Linked DNA regions of Mus musculus: all the other regions are linked to region 2. Evidence: chromatin contacts called from public Hi-C and promoter capture Hi-C data. All regions are on one chromosome and are shown on one strand. Each heading gives the region's core, a stretch centred on a gene start, on an enhancer-like site or on the middle of the called end of the contact. The rest is flanking DNA. Distances are from core to core; before and after follow the strand shown.

Region 1 (4,806 bases), core at 598-3,097, 1.4 Mb before region 2:
TCAGCTCAGGTTTATTCTTGTTTTTTTTGAGATGGGGTCTCGAGTCGTAGCTCATTCTGGCCTTGAACTTTGAATGACCAAGGGATCCTCCCGTTTCAGTCTCCCAAATGCTATACTTATAGGTGTATACCACTGATTTTGTTTTGGTTGGATTGAGACAAGGTGTTGTTGTGTAGCCCAGGATGGCCTGTAACCTTCAGCCATCCTGCCTTCACCTCCATAGTGCTGGGAAGGACAGGCCTCACCATCATGCCTAGACTTCTTTGTAGCCTGGGAACTGAGCCTGAGTTCGTGACACATGCTCTACCATAGATCTGCATGCATTTCCATTCGCCATTTTGAACTATAGTCTCACTAGCACTGGGTATACAGCTTAGCTGGTAGAGTGCTTGCCTAGTAGGCACAAAATCCTGGGTCTGGTGCCAGAACTGCATAAACTAGATGCACTTGTGCACACCGGTGGTGCCAGCACTTGTGGAGGCAAAATGACCTGCAGTTCAGGGTTATCCTCAGCTACATATGGAATTCCAGGCCAGCCTGGGCTACATGAGACCCTGATTCCAAAGAGATAGGTGTGTGTGTGTGTGGTGTCTCACTAAACTGTCCAGAGTGGCTTTGAATTTTTGATTTTCTTGTGCCAGGTGTGGTGTCATGGACTTTTAGTGTCTGGAGGCTGAGGCAGGCAGATCTCTGAGTTTGAGGCCAGCCTGGTCTACAGATAGAGTTCCAGGGCAGCCGGGTCTACACAGAGAAACCCTATCGAGAGAGAGAGAGAGAGAGAGAGAGAGAGAGAGAGAGAGAGAGAGAGAGAATATGAAAGTGCTGGGATTACATATGTGTGCCACCAGCTGGCCTTTGTTTTAATTGTTTCTTTATATACAGTCCCTTCCCTTCAGATTCAGTAAGCAACTCAAGGCAGAAGGAGCTGCGGAGAAAAGGACAAAGTTCAGGTTAGGAGTGTAAGGCCGGTCGGTCCTATCTGAGCTTTTTACAACAGTTCCTTCTGTGAACCACCAGCGGCACACGGGAGAAAGGTATTTCTAACTCTCGCCTTTACCTGGTTTTGCCATCTCTGATGAAAAGAGGAATAAGATACGGAAGTCCATGCTATTGCCTCGCCGGCCTTAGTGTCCTTTCTCACATCTCCATTAACCACTGGCTAATCCAGGAGCAAGGGAGCTCTAAGGCTTTGTTAATCTTTTCCCAGGAGGGCCCAGGCTCTGACGTGTTATGATTGACGCATGGAAACGGGGTTCTAGACAAGGGCTTCCTCAAAGGGTTTTCTCAGCTCAGGAGTTCTAGAAAATGGAGAAGCTGGGGCCATAAAACCCTAGTCCAGAATGTTGGGAGACTTCTAGGATGGGAAGCTAGGGGCTTTCTGGAAGTGTTTATTCTGACTTCACCCAGTGCCACTCAACCCACACCTTCTGCGGGTGGCTCGGGAATGGGGCGGGGGGCAGGGCCTTGAACAAGGACGGAGAGGGAGCTGCGTGGTGGGTACTCGGTGGGTTGAGGTCTGCAGATGACCGTTTTGATACTTTGGCTCAGTTCTGTCTTTGGGCAACTCTGAGCCGCCGTGCGTCCTCTGGACTCTGACTCGCCTACTCCTGAACCAGAGAGAACCAGACGGCGCCTGGGTTGCAGAGGGCTCCGGGAACCCTGAGGTCCGGCTCCTGGCTCGAGCCTTCCAGGCAGCGGCCACGTGGCCTTGTCCTGGCGGGGGGCTCACCTCCCCCTGCTAGCCTGGTGACTCAGGCCGCAGCTGTTCCCGTGTCACATGAGAGAGAGAGGGAGGGAGGGAAGAAGGCGGCCACCCTGCGGGGGAGGGGGGCGGCCGGAGCCGGGGCGGGGCCGTGCAGCAGGCGGGGCGCGGGCAGGGGGCACGGGAGACGGCGGCTGAGCCGCGGCAGGAGAGTACTGAGAAGCGTCGGGGAGCGCAGGTGAGCCGGGCCCGGGGACCCGGGGGACGTCCGTGGGGGCAACTTTGCCTCGAAGTTCGCGGGGCGCCATCCGCGCCGCACCCGAGGGGAGGCTCGCGCCCAGGGGCTGGCGAGGGTCTCGGGTCGCGGCCTGTCGGGATCGGGGATCGGGAATCGGCGCTGTGCAGCGGCGGGCGGAGATCTACCTGGAGTCCGGCCGCGCCCTCCGTGCGTCCCGGGATCCCGAGATCCCGAGGCCCCGCTGCGTGGCGCGCCCCAGTCCGGCCGGCGAGCGGGGAGGGCTGGGAGACGTGGGTCTGACCGCGGGTTTCTGGGTGGGAGGGCAGCGATGGGGGCCGCGCAGGGAAGGCTGCGAAGGCCGGCGGGGAGCTGCGGATGTGGCGGCCCCTCGGCCTGCTCTACCTGCTCTAATCCTTGGTGTTCTCCGCGGCCCCAGGCCCAACAGCCATGGCGGTGGAAGGAGGAATGAAGTGTGTCAAGTTTTTGCTCTACGTTCTCCTGCTGGCCTTCTGCGTGAGTAGTGCGGGGAGAGCGACGGGGCGCCCGGGCGGGGTGCGGGGGGGGGAGTCTTGGAGCGGGAGCCGTGAAGGGTGAGGGACCCAGAGATGAAGGCAGCTGGAGGCCAGATGTGGAAGGAAAGCCCAGGGAAAAGGGCCAAAGGCAGAACGTGTCCGCGCTACCTCCCTTCCCCATCCCCCACGCGCAGCTTTCCGGGACCTCTGAGTAAAGTTTGGACCGAGAATTGCCATCCTAGACGGGGAGCACCCCCAACCAACCCCCTCCTGGCCCTTCCTGTCTGGTGACCCAACCATTCGTGGTACGGGGTGGTGGGGCAACCTGCCAACGGTCTGATGGTATCGCCAAGGGGCTGTCTCCACTCCTCACACCGTTGATTCCTCTCCATTCTCTTAGCCCTCTCATTTACTTGGGGGTAGGAAAGGCTCTGCCCTCCTTCATTTGCTCCTCCCTGTGTGTTCTGAAAGGGGCCACTCTTTTTTTGTTTGTTTGTTTTTCGAGACAGGGTTTCTCTGTATAGCCCTGGCTGTCCTGGACCTCATTTTGTAGACCAGGCTGACCTCGAACTCAGAAATCCGCCTGCCTCTGCCTCCCGAGTGCTGGGATTAAAGGCGTGCGCCACCACGCCCGGCCCGAAAGGGGCCACTCTTACCCCCTCCTCCGCCCTAGCCTAGCTGGCCCTAGGACCTGAGTCACTGGAGTGAGGGGGTAGTTCTGGGAGAGACTCTAGCTGGGAGTCCATAGAAAGTAACCCATATCCTGTGCCGAAGCGCTGTTTAAAGGCAGCATGACACCTCCCGATTCCCTTCTCCTTGTGTGCCTTAAACAACTTCCCAGCCTTCATTGTGGGGCAAGGATGGGCAGACCTTGTCTACAGCCAGTGTTTCCTGGAGGTGTAGGATCTATCTTCTGGGTGGGGGTCGGGTGCGAGGGCTACTGGACTGAGGATCTGACCTAACTCTCGCCTTTTTCCTCAGGCCTGTGCAGTGGGATTGATCGCCATTGGTGTAGCGGTTCAGGTTGTCTTGAAGCAGGCCATTACCCATGAGACTACTGCTGGCTCGCTGTTGCCTGTGGTCATCATTGCAGTGGGTGCCTTCCTCTTCCTGGTGGCCTTTGTGGGCTGCTGTGGGGCCTGCAAGGAGAACTACTGTCTCATGATTACAGTGAGTGGGGTGTGGGAGCTCTTGGGGGCTACCGGAAGCCTTTTCTGTGGTGAAGGTGGGTGGATGGAGAACACCAGGAAAGTCTCAGTAATTGACCGGGTCAGAGCAAGCCCTTTAAATCCAGACTTCAAACCCAACTCCTGTCCTCCCACAGTTTGCCATCTTCCTGTCTCTTATCATGCTTGTGGAGGTGGCTGTGGCCATTGCTGGCTATGTGTTTAGAGACCAGGTAAGCAGGGAATGGGGGGGGGGGGACCCATCTCAGGTTGCTCTGGGAATCTGGGGCCGGAAGTCTGTTCTCTACAGCACCCACTTCTCTGCTCTTAGGTGAAGTCAGAGTTTAATAAAAGCTTCCAGCAGCAGATGCAGAATTACCTTAAAGACAACAAAACAGCCACTATTTTGGACAAATTGCAGAAAGAAGTGAGTGGGATGGCCGGGAGGAGGGTTAGCCGGGATAGAAGATTCTCAACTCTGAATTAAAGTGGAGGTTTCCCTCCCATCCCTCTTCCCTTCCTAGAATAACTGCTGTGGAGCTTCTAACTACACAGACTGGGAAAACATCCCCGGCATGGCCAAGGACAGAGTCCCCGATTCTTGCTGCATCAACATAACTGTGGGCTGTGGGAATGATTTCAAGGAATCCACTATCCATACCCAGGTAGGGAGAAGGAGACAGGAGATGCTTACGGGATCAGAGTTGGGGGATGAGATCTGGGGATAGGGGTTGGGAGAAAGGGACAGGAGGAGGGAGGTAGAAGTTTCTGTTGGTATTCATGCCTGCCCCTTCCCTTCAGGGCTGCGTGGAGACTATAGCAATATGGCTAAGGAAGAACATACTGCTGGTGGCTGCAGCGGCCCTGGGCATTGCTTTTGTGGAGGTGAAGAATGCTGTGGGCTGGGGGGGGGGGGTCTGAATCAGCCCAGGGCATCTGGGGAGCAGGAGGCACCGGCCTGGGAACAGTGGCTGTTGGATGGGTTTGGGGAAGCTTGCCCTGCCTCCTCTCCACCCTCATTTCCATCTTTCCTTTCAGGTCTTGGGAATTATCTTCTCCTGCTGTCTGGTGAAGAGTATTCGAAGTGGCTATGAAGTAATGTAGGGGTGGGGGGCGTTTGGTCTTTTCATGGAGTGGATTCTCCAGGTTTTTCAATTAAACGGATTATTTTTTCAGACCTAAAAAAGG
Region 2 (4,770 bases), core at 834-3,333:
AACGGTAACTAAGACAGTACATAAGTCCAAAAGGGAAGAATAAAATCAGAAGATGCAGGAGATATCTAGACCGAAAAGAGAACTATCAAAGACACCAAGAAGAAAACCCAATAGGAGATGCTGAGGCTGTGGTGGAGGCATGGTCAGTGGTACTAAATGCTACCCAGGATGAAAGTGAAAGAGGGAAACTCTCTTCTAGAGTTTAATAAGGCCTCCCTGAAACTAAAAGACAGCAAACTGAAGACAGCTCTGGGGTGTAGTCATCTTTAAAAGTCTAACTCTTAAAAATTTATTGTAAAAGTAGTTAGTTATTTCCTAGAATAAGGGAACCTGAAGTGGGTTTAAGCATAACAAGCAAAGTGTTAGAAAATGAACATGGTTCCAAACTTTGTCTCTGTAACTCCTTCCATGGGTGTTTTGTTCCCAATTCTAAGAAGGGGCAAAGTGTCCACACTTTGTTCTTCGTACTTCTTCAGTTTCGTGCGTTTAGCAAATTGTAGCTTATATCTTGGGTATCCTAGGTTTTGGGCTAATATCCACTTATCAGTGAGTACATATTGTGTGAGTTCTTTTGTGATTGGGTTACCTCACTCAGGATGATGCCCTCCAGGTCCATCCATTTGCCTAGGAATTTCATAAATTCATTCTTTTTAATAGCTGAGTAGTACTCCATTGTGTAGATGTACCACATTTTCTGTATCCATTCCTCTGTTGAGGGGCATCTGGGTTCTTTCCAGCTTCTGGCTATTATAAATAAGGCTGCTATGAACAAAGTTTGGAGATGTGACGAAAGGATGGACCATCTAGAGACTGCCATATCCGGGGATCCATCCCATAATCAGCTTCCAAACGCTGACACCATTGCATACACTAACAAGATTTTGCTGAAAGGACCCAGGTATAGCTATCTCTTGTGAGACTAGGCCGGGGCCTAGCAAACACATATGTGGATGCTCACAGTCAGCTATTGGATGGATCACAGGGCCCCCAATGGAGGAGCTAGAGAAAGTACCCAAGGAGCTAAAGGGATCTGCAACCCTATAGGTGGAACAACATTATGAACTAACCAGTACCCCGGAGCTCTTGACTCTAGCTGCATATGTATCAAAAGATGGCCTAGTTGGCCATCACTGGAAAGAGAGGCCCATTGAACTTGCAAACTGTATATGCCCCAGTACAGGGGAACACCAGGACCAAAAAGTGGGAGTGGGTGGGTAGGGGAGTCGGGGGGAGGGTATGGGGGACTTTTGGGATAGCTTTGGAAATGTAAATGAGGAAAATACCTAATAAAAATATTTTAAAAAAGAAAAGAAAAAAGAAAATGAACATGGCTCAGTGAGTAAAGTTGCCTTCTAATAAGCTTGATGACCTGAGTTCAAACCCAGGATCTACATGGTGGAAGGAGAAGATTGACTCCTTCAAACTGTCCTCTAACCTCCACATGCATGCTGTGACAGGGGCATGAACACACACACACAGAGAGAGAGAGAGAGAGAGAGAGAGAGAGAGAGAGAGAGAGAGAGAATGAGAGAGAGGGAGGGACAGAGAGAGAATATGCACACACAGAAACATAGATAAATCCAATAAAAATTTTTAAAAAGAAGTTAATGCATAAAAATTGCTTTCATTAATAGTATTTATGAAGAAGCTTCTGGGGGGTCTACCTGAGTGTGAAAGAGTTATGAAAAATCCCAAGTAGGGTGAAGTCCTCAACTATAGAATAAATGTGAGTAGATTTTATGGAGAGACAAGTCTAATTTTTAAATCATTTTCTACATTTTCTATGTACATTTGGCTACAGGAGTAGATTCTAACTGTTTCTAATTATATTAGAGGAAGACTTTTCCAGATTCCCATTGTCTAGTGGGCAATACCCCTCCCTAGGTGTAAAAAACTGAAGTCGCTGCAAGCAGCCATTTCAGGGGATGGGCTCTGCCTGTAAGCTTATGGGTGATAGATGCTTTATTCTTCTGTCTCCTAAGCTAGAGCAGAGGATGTGGCTGGCTAAGAGGCAGAGGCCGTGCAGATGCATGTACAGATATCTCTGTGTTCTCTCACATCCGCTTCCTCTTTTGAGCTGACAGTTGAATGAGAACAGAGAGAAAGTCACAGTCTGCGATATGAAACTATCACACAGCCCTCATCTCTAGCACCACTCCTGAGAAAGATTCAACCCTGTTTCGAGAACTTTCTTACCTCTGGTAAGTGTAGTTTTCTTTGGCTTTAGAGTGGAACTGATATAGAGTTATAGATAGTTATAGAGAAAAGGATATGGGTCAGGGGGGAAAAATCTGGCCTCCAAGTTAAGAGATTTATCAGGAGAGAAACTTTCATTCCTGACCTTAACTCTACAGCCTCATCATTGGAACTATTGAGCAGAGATGCCTCTTCCCATCCTCCTGGCTACCAGATGTTATTGTTCTGGGGTCATGAATCATGGCCTTTTTGATGAACTGAATTGCTATTCACAAAATTCCTTTTTTCTCATGAGAATTCTTAGCATCTTGCTAAACTCATATGTGTGGCCATTTAATTCTATTTTCAATTATGAAAAGCTGTGAACAAGAGAAGTTTCCTGGTTTGATGATAGGTTCTTTTTAGTTCCCTTATCTCTGAATTTGGGAATATACAAACCTGGCCTGACTTTTCTCTCAGCTTTTCTTTGGAATCTTCAGCAAAAGATGTGGAGATAAAGTGTTGTGAGGTATATAAAAATTACTATGTGGGAAAATTTGCACAGTTGGATAATGACAGGCCAAATTTACTAAAGGCCCATGGTTCACATTTTATGAAGACTAGGGTTTTGCCTTATATCTCATTTAAATATGTTGACCTCTCAGTGACCTATATAATATTGGGGCTGGCATCTCCAACACCCTTTGTTTCAGGGTAGCTATCCATCTGTATCCTGGTAAAGGAGGAGGCATGGAAATATCATTCACACTGGGTTTTTCCCACAACCCACTTTATCCCACAACCCATTTTATCCCACAACCCACTTTATCTGTGGGTAGAAGAGGCAATGTAGGGATTTAGGGCAGAGCCCCATCAAGATAAAAGTGTACTGTAGAAGTAGTTTAGTAAGATAATAAGCATTTAAAACAATGCCCAAGGAAATATTTGTGACTTCGTATATCACAAAGGTCCTTAATTGGAGGTTTTATACAATTCATGAGTAATTAGAGGTTGGAAGCTTGCAAATGCCCAAGCTTCTGATTCAGCAGATATTCAGCTTGAGCAGTAAGAGCCAGGGATCTGCAGGTCCTAAATCATGACCATTGGTTTAAAAAAAAAAAAAAAAAGAGCTCAAAAGGCCAGGTTTGTTGGTTGACTTCTACAGAAAATGTTATCATAGATAGCAAGATAAAGCTATAGAAGGAGGGATAGAAAAAGAGCCAACAAACACAGGCACTCAGACAGATTTAGAGGCTATTTATAACCAGACTAATAATGTTCTCTTAACTCCTTCGATCCTCTGAAAGTTAAGATATTTTCTAGGATGAAGCACTATATAGTGATGTGGAGAGACTTTTAGGTTCAAGTTCTGAGATTCAGATTCTAATAGAAAGTTGGGTCTTGGCTCGTGTCTTAGTCTTGACCCATGTCATGACTCAAGCTTCAATCTGAATGGCAGCAATGGAAAAGTCGCAAGCATTACTTTCTATGTGTAGACTCATAGCTGCCTGATTTCCACTTAGAGGTTAAGGAAAGTGACTAACCCAAAAGCCACAGCCCTATGCTCAACCCATACCCGGGCCCAGTGAGAATGGCCAAAACACAGATTTGGGCTGAGAAGAGAATCTGTCAAATAAGCTGAGGGATGAGAAGAATATATGTATCTACTGTGCAATAAAAGCGGGAAATGAGAACAGGAATGAAGTAACTCCATGACCATGAAAACAAAACATTGAGTTAATGATAGCAATACACAGAGATCACTCGGTAGTCAAGAAATCTCTTCACTTATTCTAAACAAGTCTAAATAAAGCTATGTGTAATTATCCAGGGTGAGCTGTTTGCTTATTCCTGATACCTTTTAGTCTGCTGGGATTTTTTTAATGGCATCTCTCACACACCAACAACACAGTATGACTTGATGCAAATATATGACTTTAATATCTCCCATGGTCATTTATAAACCTTCCAGAAATCTCCCTCATATCTGAATGTTCAAAGGGAATGACAGGAAAAGAACTTAGATGATTTGCTTTTAATATTCAGCTAAATTGTTTGTGGAAAAATGGCATTTAAAAAAAGGAAAGGCAAAGGAGTTACTGTTGAAGGCAAGCTTCAACACCACAGGGTAAACTGAGGAGGGCTGAGTGTAGAGTCAGTGACTGGGGGCTGGTGCTGATAGCAACAGGTTTGATAGCAACCAACAGGGGCTGCTGCTGATGGCAGCCAGTAACTAGAAAAAAAGAAAGGATTGGAGCTAAAACGAAAGGATGGACCATCCAGAAACTACCCCACTCAGGAAACCATCCCATAATCAGCCACCAAACCCAGACACTATTGCATATGCCAGCATGATTTTGCTGACAGGATCCTGATATAGCTGTCTCTTGTGAGGCTATGCCAGTGCCTGGCAAATACAGAAGTGGATGCTCACAGTCAGCTATAGGATGGAACACAGGGTCCACAATGGAGGAGCTAGAGAAAATACCCAAGGAGCTGGAGGGGTCTGCAACCCTATAGGTGGAACAACAATATGAACTAACCAGTACTCCCAGAGCTCGTGTCTCTAGCTTCACATGTAGCAGAAGATGGCCT
Region 3 (4,767 bases), core at 328-2,827, 1.4 Mb before region 2:
CCTAGTAAGAGAAGCCAGTGGGGCTGTAGAGATGGCTCAGAGGTTAAGAGCACTGACTGATTTTCCAGAGGTCCTGAGTTCAATTTCCAGCAACCACATGGTGGTTCAAAACCATCTGTAATGGGATCTGATGCCCTCTTCTGGTGTGTCTGAAGACAGCTACAGTGTACTCAGACATAAAACAAATAAATAATTCCTGGAAAAAAAAAAAAAGAAAGAGAAGCTAGAAGACAAAGTGGAAGGGGGTGAGGCTACTATTTTGCCAAATTATTCTCCATCTCTTCTCTTGGCCTCATTTCTTGATTAGAGTTATAAATAGCAAAGAGATGGAAAAAAATGTCCCTCCCTTTGCTTCTACACCAGAGTGGGGGAAGGGAAGTGAAGTTGGGTAGGCCCTTGGGTCTCTGTGGAGAACTCTTTATTTTATTTTTTTGAGGCAGGGTCTGGGTATTGGAGATCATCCAACTCCTATCTGAAGTAGCCCAAAACTCTGCATTCCCCTTTCTGTTGATTCATTCAGAGACCAATTCACTATGTAGCTTTGTAGGCTGGGCTGACTTCAGCCTTGTTCACTGCTGAGATTGCAGGTCTGGGTCTTCAAGCCTGGCTTCCCATCCCCCTCTTAGGTTTTGAGACAGGGCTGCACTCTGTAGCTCTGACTGGCCTGGAACTCTCCCTGTAGACCAAGTTGCTTTCGAGATGACAGAGATCTTCCTGGCTCTGCCTATTGAGTGCTGGGAATATAAGCGCGTCCTACCACACCCAGCTTGCCATCCTTTTTTTGTTGCGTTGGAAATGACCAGTCTCTGGAAGGACCTGATAGCAGGATCTTTGTCTCTTAGGTCCAGTGTCTTTCATTTTTGCCCCCTTTTAGCTCTCTCTTCCCTCTCCACAGTTTAACTTGCATTTCTTATTTTACTCTTTTTCTTTTTCCTTCACTGCAGACTTTGAGCTAAACTTGACCTTCCTCCTGTTCTTCATTCCCTTCTTTCCATTTGCTCCAGTCTCCACCCCTGCTGAGTGTTTTCTGTCTGTGCCTTTACTTCTTTCTGGTCCTCTGAATGCTGACGTTGTGACTTGCTAATACTGCCTTCGTTATTTGTGGGCTGTATGGCATGAGGAGCGGTTTGATTCTTACAGCCTACGAGGTGTGCTGTGAGTCTCCAGGGGAGGCGAAGTCAGTAAAGGACCACTCTAGATCAGGGCCCAGGAACTTTCCGGTCCTCTGTTTTTATCAGCATATCTGTCTTCTCAGCCTCATCTCAATTCTCTGTGATTCTTCTTTTTACTGTACTCTTTCTCTCCGCATTTCTGGGCTCAACCTCCACTTTTTGGGGGGAAGGGTGGGTGAAGGAATGAGTGCACAGTGCAAAGGTGGGGCGGCAGGGCGCAAGGCAATGGGTGCGGCGGGTGCTAGACCTGAGCCGCGGGTCTGGGCATCCCCGGACCCTGGGTCTTGCGCCTGAGTCTATCTGCTGCTGGGGGCATGGGGCGGGAAGGGGCGGGGTCTGGGGCGGTGTCCCAGAGAGGAGGCGGAGCCGGAGCCGGAGCCGGTGCTCCCAAGGCGTGCAGTAGTTGTACTTAGCTGGTCCTGGGGCAGCAGCGGGAAGGGACTGAAGAGGGGTGCTGAGGTGAAAGATTGGAAGACCCGGAAAGATCAGCTAGATTTCGGAAACCAGAAACACCCTCGGGGAGACCTGGGGCTCCCGGCGCGCGACGATTTCCTCGCACTAGCTGGGAGAGCGTTGATCCCATGGCCAGGATTCCGAGGTGCGATTTTCTCCGGCCCCCCGGAATCTACTATCTTATTACTTCCTTGCTCGCTGGACTGTTCTTACCACCGGCTATCGCCTTCAATCTGGATGTGATGGGTGCCATACGCAAGGAGGGAGAACCCGGCAGCCTATTCGGCTTTTCGGTGGCCCTGCACCGACAATTACAGCCCCGACCCCAGAGCTGGTGAGTCACCGTACCCGCCCAGAGTCCCCAGGCTCAAGCTTTGGGCTACCTTTCTCCCAACTCCTCACCTATCCATCTCTCAGGTTTTCAACCGTACTCTGCCCACAGGCATCTCACACTTGAAGCCTTGCCTCGTATTGTCCAGGTCCTCAGACTCAGAGTCTTGCCTTGGGGGATGAGTTAAAGAGCAACATTCTTGCCAGAGACCCTCTTCCTTCTGCCTCTCCCTTCCGTTTGCATTCTTGCTCCAGCCTTGCATCTCTGGCTCCTTTTCTACCTCAGAGGGGTGAACTGCTCCAGGAAGGGAGGGTGAGCATTCTGCCTCTGCATAGGATGGACCGAGTGGGCAAGGGCAGAGTGGATGAGGGTGCCATGGGAGGCAAAGAGGAGAGAAAACAGAAATAGCTACTGTCAAAGCATCACCATGAGATAGCGTGAGGACTGCAGGGCATGGAGGCCAGGAGTGGTGTGGCTTAACACAGCAGGGAGACTAGAGGAAGAGCTGAGAAGGCCTGACAGTCTTCAGTGATGGTCACAGACGGTGGCAGAGACTGTCTGAAAAATAGAGACTGTCTGAGCAGTAGCAAGAAATGGTGGCAGCTGTCACCACCATCGCCAGAGACAGCAGCAGCAGCAGCAGCAGCAGCAGCAGCAGCAGCAGCAGCAGCAGCAGCAGGAGGATACAGTAAAGATACCACGCTGCTTCTGTTCCTCCTCAGGAAATTTCTAACTCCAGAAATCTCAGCAGTAGGGAGAGACAAGGAAGCCCGAGGCTGAGGAATAATTGACATTTTTTTCAGGACCCCTGGTAGCTAGACACATTTGCAGTGTTTCCAAATCCTTGGTTCTTACTACATGTGACAGGAGGTGAGACCAGGAAGAAAGCTTCCCACCCCCGCCCGCCAAAGGGCTTTCTCACCCATGGCCAATGCACAAGCCACATTTAAGTGTCCATTACTGGGATCGATGCTGTCCTCGGGGACTGTCTTTTCCTTGGTCTGGGGGCAGGAGACAGAGATGAGAGTTTATTTCTCACTCACTGGAGGTGGGGGTAGCCTTAATCTTTCTTCTTCCATTATTCCTGTCATCTGGGAGAAGGGTCTGCTCTCTAAACCTTTGGGAAAGATAGGAAACTGATGTCTCTAGCCAGTAGCAGGCTTCCTCTCCGTCTCTTCCTCTCTCCCCCCTCTTCCCCCCATCTGTTAGAGTTCCAGGCCTGGAGGCCTTTTTAGGACATGCCGAACTCTCTGAGTTATTTCCAGGCAAATTCTAGGTTATTTTTAATAGCATGGTCTCTTGTCATTTTCCCCTTCTCTAAAGGTGGCCCCTAATTCTGTCTCCCAGGGCCAAGTTAGGGGTAGTCCCAGAGGGGCCTGACTGTCTGGCCTCATTGCGCTCCAGCAGGGGGCATTCTGCTGACTGGGGGCACAGAGAAGCTGCCACCTTGTTTGGTCTCTCTCTCCTGTAGCCTCTTGAGCACTGATAGGAAGACTCATTTGTTTTCATTCTAACTTAGGTAAGATTTTGAGTTCTATCTTTCCTACTTTGCTTTGTATTTGCCACCTCACTTATTCCTATCAACTGCAAAATGGAAGCAAACAATACCACGATCCCGTCGGATCATTCAATAGCACAAGGCCTGTAGTGAGTGCTGTGAAAGTGTTCGCTGTCCTGGAGCCCTGGTGTTGGGATTCACAGAGCCTGAGAACAGCTTCACAGCATCTTGGATCCAGAGGCTTGGCTGGAGGGACCCCAGGCGGAGCCAGCCTTTCTGGACATGTAGTTTTCCCAGAGGGCCACTCAGACTGCACTAGGTCAGGGAGGGGCTGGTCTGGGGCTGAAGCTCTGGTAGGATACAGTAGTCACTCACTGAGCTCAGCAGCCAACGTCACCCACACCCCACCCCTACCCCTTGCAGTCACTGAAGCTTTGGTTACTATTCTGTCCGAAGGCCTGGGGTTGTTAGACGCCCGGAGTGAAGCCATGAAGCAGAGTGTGGCTGGGGCAGAGATGACGGGGTGTTCTTATTCCAAGAGGACCTGGCTGGGTTCTTTCTTCCATGAGTAGGATTGGTCCTTTAGCTTCTGTCCATGTGAGCATCTTTGTTCCTTCCTGCACTTGGCCTTTAGGGGAGGTGTGAACATGCACACTCCTGCTTCTTTGGCTGTGCATGTGGGCACTAAGCAGTGGAGGCATTGGGTGTCTCCGTGACTCCACAAGAAGCATGAACTCAGCAAATTGGCACTTCCTATGGGGCAAGCACAAAGACAGATTAGGCTCCCTCCACCCCCGTACCATCCAACAGAAGATGTTCTCTGCGATTGCAGCTTGGCACACTGCAGACTATGAGGGCTCTGTTTGCTCAGGGTATATCACCTAGATTTCCTAGGGTGTCATTTTCTCTCCTCTTTTTCCTCTTCTGGCAACAGGCCGGGCTGACCAGGTAATTAGGCAGACGTGGTTATAAATGGGGGCAGGCTGTTAAAATGTGTGTGAATGAGGATGAACATCTGGGAGATAAGAGTTCTTATCTTACAGGATTGTGAGAGCGAGTGGGAGAATGCTCATGGCTCCTCCCCTAGGAATCCAACTGGAGAGTGCTAAAGGGTAGTTCCTCCAACCTCCATGTCCAGCCCAGGGCCTGACCTATCGTAGGTGCTGAATAAATATCACTTTCTTGTCTTACCAGTGCCTGACTTAAGGCTTGATGTATAATGTGGCATCAGTAAACGGTCGTGACATGAATGATGAACATATGTTGTCTTTCTTCCTCTTCCCTCCATTTTTAAAAGTTTTTTTTTTGCTTTA
Region 4 (4,627 bases), core at 1,550-4,049, 1.5 Mb before region 2:
GGTCCTCTAGGTACATGGGAAATCACCACAGACTGATTCAGATTCTGGGGAGAGTTGAAATCTCCGGTGGGAGGGATAAACTAGGAATGGAATTCTGAGGTAGGAGACAGAGGAAAAGCCCATAACGGAGGCAGAGGTGAGAGCCAGAGGGTACGGTACGGGCAAACAGAATAATGGGAAGCTGGGAGAGGCAGGATGGAAAATTCTGAAGGTAGGCATCTCCTAACAGAGGAGGTGAAGTGGCCTGGGAGCGAGGAAGACATTTGGCATCATTCTTGAGGGTAGCAGTGTTGGGAAGCTGCCCCTGCCCCCCACCCCATCCCCAGGCCCTGCCCTTTCTCACCAAAGCAGCAGTAGATGATTCCGAAGCAGCAGCAAAGGGCACACACAAGGGCAGGGGCCAAGTCGAGGCTGTCCTGGGGTTCCAAGACACATCTCGGGGCTGGGGGCTCTGGGAGTTGTTGGTTAAAGGGCCTTGGGTGAGATGTTATAGTCAGAGGCAATGAGGCTTTTTCCATGGTAGAAGAGAAGGTGGTCACAGAATGGAAGGTTAGAGAAATCTCCTTTCATCCATCCATAGCTAACTGGCAGGGGCTGGTAAACCTGGAAGAGAATAGAAAGCAGAAACCACAAATCTTGGGGATTCTGTACTTCCATTTCTTTTGAAAAAATGACTTGTTCCAACTAAAAAGCAATTCCTCTCATCTGCAGTTGGAATTCAATACTAAGCCCGGTTGAACCAGACCGAGTAGGGTTAATAACGTGGGAGAGGAAGGAAGAGGAGAGGATGAGTCACCTTAGGGTCTCAGAACAACTGCTTACCACCCTGAAGGGCTGAGGAGAGCAAAGGGGTGGGATTGCTTCCTTAGACCTCCAGCTTCATCCAGCTCCCAGAGGTCCTAGGCACGGGGGTGGCCATCGGCTCCCCAGGCCTGGAGTTGCTCTCTAAACTCCTGAAAGTCGGAGCCCAAAACCTGTAAGCTAAATGCAACCCCCAAGGAAGAAAGGGAACAGACATTTAAAAGTTTCAAATAAGGACTTAAAGAGTCACCCAGTCAGCCTCTGTCCGGATTTTGAAGTCTTGGCTTCATGCCGAGATGGAGTGGTTGGGGAAAGCCGAATACAGCCAGTCCAAATCCCATCGCCCTACATGGAGTAAGCAGGCGCCTTGCCCACAGATAATCTCCTCACATCTTGGTATCCACTTGCTACTAGCCTCAGACTCACACGGGAATTGTTCCACCCACCCTCTCATCCAGGCACGCCTGGGCTGCCAATGGGATTTGATGCTGATCCTGAAGGATCACTGACGATGAGAGGTTGGCATTGCGGGAGTAGGGTGGTGCGGATGCACTTTCCTTCTGCCGTCTTTAGGGTACTGAGGCTGAAGGACTGGAGACCTCCCGGGGCTCTTCTCAATCGCTTAAGAGTTTGGGACGCAAAACAAGGAGAGACCAGGAAGGGTGTTAACTACTCACCACCCTGCAGGGCTGAGGAGAGCAAAGGGGTGGAATTGCTTTCCTAGACCTCCAGCTTCATTCCAGCCCAGAGGTCCTAGGCACACGGGTGGCTGTTGGCCGCAGGCACCCCCTTGGGCTACTGTGCTCTGTTGCTCCCTAAACTCAGGCAAGTCGGAGCCCAAACCCAGGGAGCTAAATGCAATTAGCTTGGGGGCGGGGGTGTGTGTGGGGGAAGGAGACAGGGAGTGTGTATGGGGTGGGGGGGGGGGAGGATGACATCACGGGGCGGGCCCCCTCAATCTTTACCTCTGTCTGTGGGGGAACCCAGGCTACCCACTTCTCTAATCTAGGAGGAGGGACGCCCCCTAACCATAGCAATGAAGAGTTTTGTGACGCCCATCAAGACTAAGACGGAAGGTCTCTGAATGCTAAGGAGATTAATTACCAACTTAACGTTTTCAAAGCCCAAATAGGGTCCCAAAGCACCCGCTGGTCCAACTTGGTTTCTTCCACTTCCCAGAGAATTGGAGTATTGTCTTCTGGGGAACCGGGTGGTCGGGAGCCGGAGAAGGGTTTTTAACTAGTGCTGGGTGGGGGTGTTCATGGGTGGAAAAAAAAACTTGTGGAGCAAGACGGGCCTGGCAGGGACACTGGCAGAACTGTAAGGCTTTAAAGGAGTGCAGACGAGAGGTTCCATCAGGGTCTGCGTAGGGGTTGGGGAGCGTGCTGGCTTCGACCCAAAGCTTACTATGTAAATGAGATGCAAAGCAGCACGCAGATGAGTGCGGGGTTCTGTTACGCTGGACTAGGTTCTGAGCTCCGTGGAACCAGGTACCCCTAGCCGCATTCCCTGGCCCGGCCCTTACGCCGCGTTCACAGGGGGCGGATCGGCGGCGTGGAAGCTCGCCAGTTGGGTCCAGGAGAAGTGTCGCGTCTCTTTAGGGGGCTAGCTAGTCCGGGACACACACTTCTCCGCAACCTCTTGGCTGGACAGCCGACAGGGAAGGGTCTGGGCGAGCAGGGTCGCTGGCTCCTCTGCGTGCCCTGGGTGTCTGTCTGCACGCCAAAGACGGTGTGTGCTTCGGCAGCCGCCCTTCATCTCCGTTTCAGCAGCGACGACGAGGAGTACAGTTCGCAGGCTTCAGCTCGCTTACGGCGGGACCTGCGTGGAGGCGGAGGGCCCTTTAAGGGGTGGGGCCGGATGCTCTAGCACCGCCTCCTCGATTGACTCCGCGCCCGCCGCGCAAGTGAGAGCCTCGGCTAAGCGCTTTTCTCTTCCCTTCGCGACCTTTTCCCCCCCCCCGGTGACCCCGGAAGTGGAAGTAAGCGGCCGTGGCGGGGACGGAAGGCGGAAGCGGAGCGTGAGCGGGAGGCGGAGCCGGGGGAGCTGCTCCTGTAGCTCCCCCTGGCAGCTCCCCCTGGCCTCAGGCGCAGCTGCTTGAGGAGGGAGGAGTTACCGCTGCTGCTCGGTACGTCGCCTTCGCCCCTGGTACCCCGTCGGTGGGTTCTCGGGTAATCTTTTGCAGGGGCACCTCGAAGCTCCGCCCTCAGCTTTTCCTCTAGCCCTGCACGGTCCCCACCCTTTTCTGACAGATTGCGGCCTCCCTCTTTCAGGCAGTCTTTTTTTTTTTTCCTAAGAGTTACCCCCCCACCCCCCCGCCGCCCCGACCACACCCTTTGCGGCACCCCCCCTCCCCCCCATTTCTCAGATTGAAGATTGTTAGCTTCTTGGAGGAAGAAGAAAAAAAAATTAAGATTTCGGGAGTAAGGGGGTTTCTGAGGTCCGGGTTGGTGCAAGCAGGTTTGTGGTCTGCCTAACTCACGTTTATTGTTAGGGATAGCGAATTTGAGCTAACACTGCCTGGGGAGTGGGTACATTGAATATGTCATTTTGAGATTGTTTAACTCTTGGTTCTATCCTTGACCATTCCCAACTTGATATCTTTGTTACAGGCAATGATGGCAGTGACCTAAAATCCTCAGGAAGCCCGGGGTCATGGCCCAGAAGCACCCGGGAGAAAGAAGGTTGTGTGGAGCCCACCGCAGTGGTGGTACCTCCCTCAGTACATCAGGATCCTCTGTGGACCCCGAAATACTTTCATTCTCAGGACTCAGGGACTCAGCAGAGACTGCTCCTAATGGTACACGATGCCTCAAAGAGCACTCCGGCCCTAAGTACACACAGCCTCCAAATCCAGCCCACTGGTCAGATCCAAGCCATGGTCCTCCAAGGGGTCCAGGACCACCTAGAGGAGGAGGCTACCCTGATGAGAGCGAGACAGGTTCAGAAGAGTCAGGAGTGGACCAGGAACTCTCAAGAGAGAATGAGACTGGGTACCAGGAGGATGGGAGTCCTTCTTTTCTTTCCATTCCATCTGCTTGTAACTGCCAGGGAAGCCCTGGAGTCCCCGAAGGAACTTACTCCGAGGAAGGAGATGGCTCTTCTAGCAGCCTTTGCCACCATTGCACCTCTCCAGCCTTGGGGGAAGATGAAGAGTTGGAAGAAGAATATGATGATGAGGAACCTCTTAAATTTCCCAGTGATTTTTCACGTGTGTCCAGTGGAAAGAAACCCTTGTCCCGGAGGCAGAAGCACCGTTTTCTGATCAAGGAGGATGTTCGGGATAGTGGACGCAGAGAACCCAAGGCCCCAGGTCGTCATCGGCTGGCCCGAAAAAGAAGTCAGACAGATAAGCGCAGAGGCCTGGGACTGTGGGGAGTAGAGGAACTATGTCAGCTTGGACAAGCAGGCTTCTGGTGGCTGATTGAACTTCTGGTATTGGTGGGAGAGTATGTGGAAACCTGTGGCCATCTCATTTACGCATGCAGGAAGCTGAAAGGCAGTGACCTGGACCTTTTTCGAGTCTGGGTGGGGGTCTGGGCCAGGAGACTGGGGGGCTGGGCCCGCATGATGTTCCAGTTTCTAAGCCAGAGCTTCTTCTGTGTGGTGGGGCTGCTCATCCGTATTCTTAGGGTAGTGGGTGCTTTCCTACTCCTGGCTCTCGCCCTCTTTTTGGGATGTCTACAATTGGGCTGGAGGTTTTCGGTGGGACTGGGCAACCGGTTAGGCTGGAGGGATAAGACCGCTTGGCTGTTCTCTTGGCTGGGTTCTCCAGCCTTGCATCATTGCTTGACTCTGCTGAAAGATAGCAGGCCATGGCAGCAGC

Evidence for each region. Promoter capture Hi-C pulls out the DNA fragments that hold promoters and counts their contacts. A called contact is a pair of places that touch in the nucleus more often than the background predicts.
Region 1: a promoter capture Hi-C map of the HPC-7 cell line shows a contact between it and region 2, with 6 times the contacts expected there. The contact joins the promoter of Cd63 here to the promoter of Tespa1 in region 2. A contact is called at or near these places in 5 of 39 promoter capture datasets (the C10 cell line, the HPC-7 cell line, hippocampal neurons and 1 more), 1 of 484 Hi-C or Micro-C datasets (B cells) and 1 of 115 datasets of contacts at active chromatin or transcription factors (large pre-B cells).
Region 3: a promoter capture Hi-C map of pre-B cells shows a contact between it and region 2. The contact joins the promoter of Itga7 here to the promoter of Tespa1 in region 2. A contact is called at or near these places in 3 of 39 promoter capture datasets (hippocampal neurons, pre-B cells and stem cell-derived epiblast-like cells) and 1 of 484 Hi-C or Micro-C datasets (B cells).
Region 4: a contact with region 2 is called in a Hi-C map of B cells, with 5 read pairs. The contact joins the promoter of Dnajc14 here to the promoter of Tespa1 in region 2. A contact is called at or near these places in 3 of 39 promoter capture datasets (the C10 cell line and pre-B cells) and 1 of 484 Hi-C or Micro-C datasets (B cells).

The regions. Positions count from the first base shown.
Region 1 is chr10:128,908,019-128,912,824 of GRCm38.p6, forward strand. It overlaps Cd63 (CD63 antigen), which reads left to right and starts at 1,848. Exons shown (of 8, transcript NM_007653.3): 1 at 1,848-1,940; 2 at 2,377-2,453; 3 at 3,434-3,622; 4 at 3,777-3,851; 5 at 3,950-4,045; 6 at 4,143-4,283; 7 at 4,420-4,503; 8 at 4,657-4,804. The coding sequence starts at 2,388. The coding sequence ends at 4,722.
Region 2 is chr10:130,320,769-130,325,538 of GRCm38.p6, forward strand. It overlaps Tespa1 (thymocyte expressed, positive selection associated 1), which reads left to right and starts at 2,084. Exons shown (of 9, transcript NM_183264.4): 1 at 2,084-2,201.
Region 3 is chr10:128,932,236-128,937,002 of GRCm38.p6, forward strand. It overlaps Itga7 (integrin alpha 7), which reads left to right and starts at 1,578. Exons shown (of 25, transcript NM_001330160.1): 1 at 1,578-1,959. The coding sequence starts at 1,754. Gm46186 (a long non-coding RNA gene) reads right to left here. Exons shown (of 3, transcript XR_001779675.2): 3 at 2,715-4,207.
Region 4 is chr10:128,802,755-128,807,381 of GRCm38.p6, forward strand. Dnajc14 (DnaJ heat shock protein family (Hsp40) member C14) reads left to right here and starts at 2,800. Exons shown (of 7, transcript NM_001359825.1): 1 at 2,800-2,929; 2 at 3,414-4,627. The coding sequence starts at 3,457. Tmem198b (transmembrane protein 198b) reads right to left here and starts at 1,693. Exons shown (of 5, transcript NM_178066.3): 1 at 1,479-1,693; 2 at 344-603. The coding sequence starts at 518.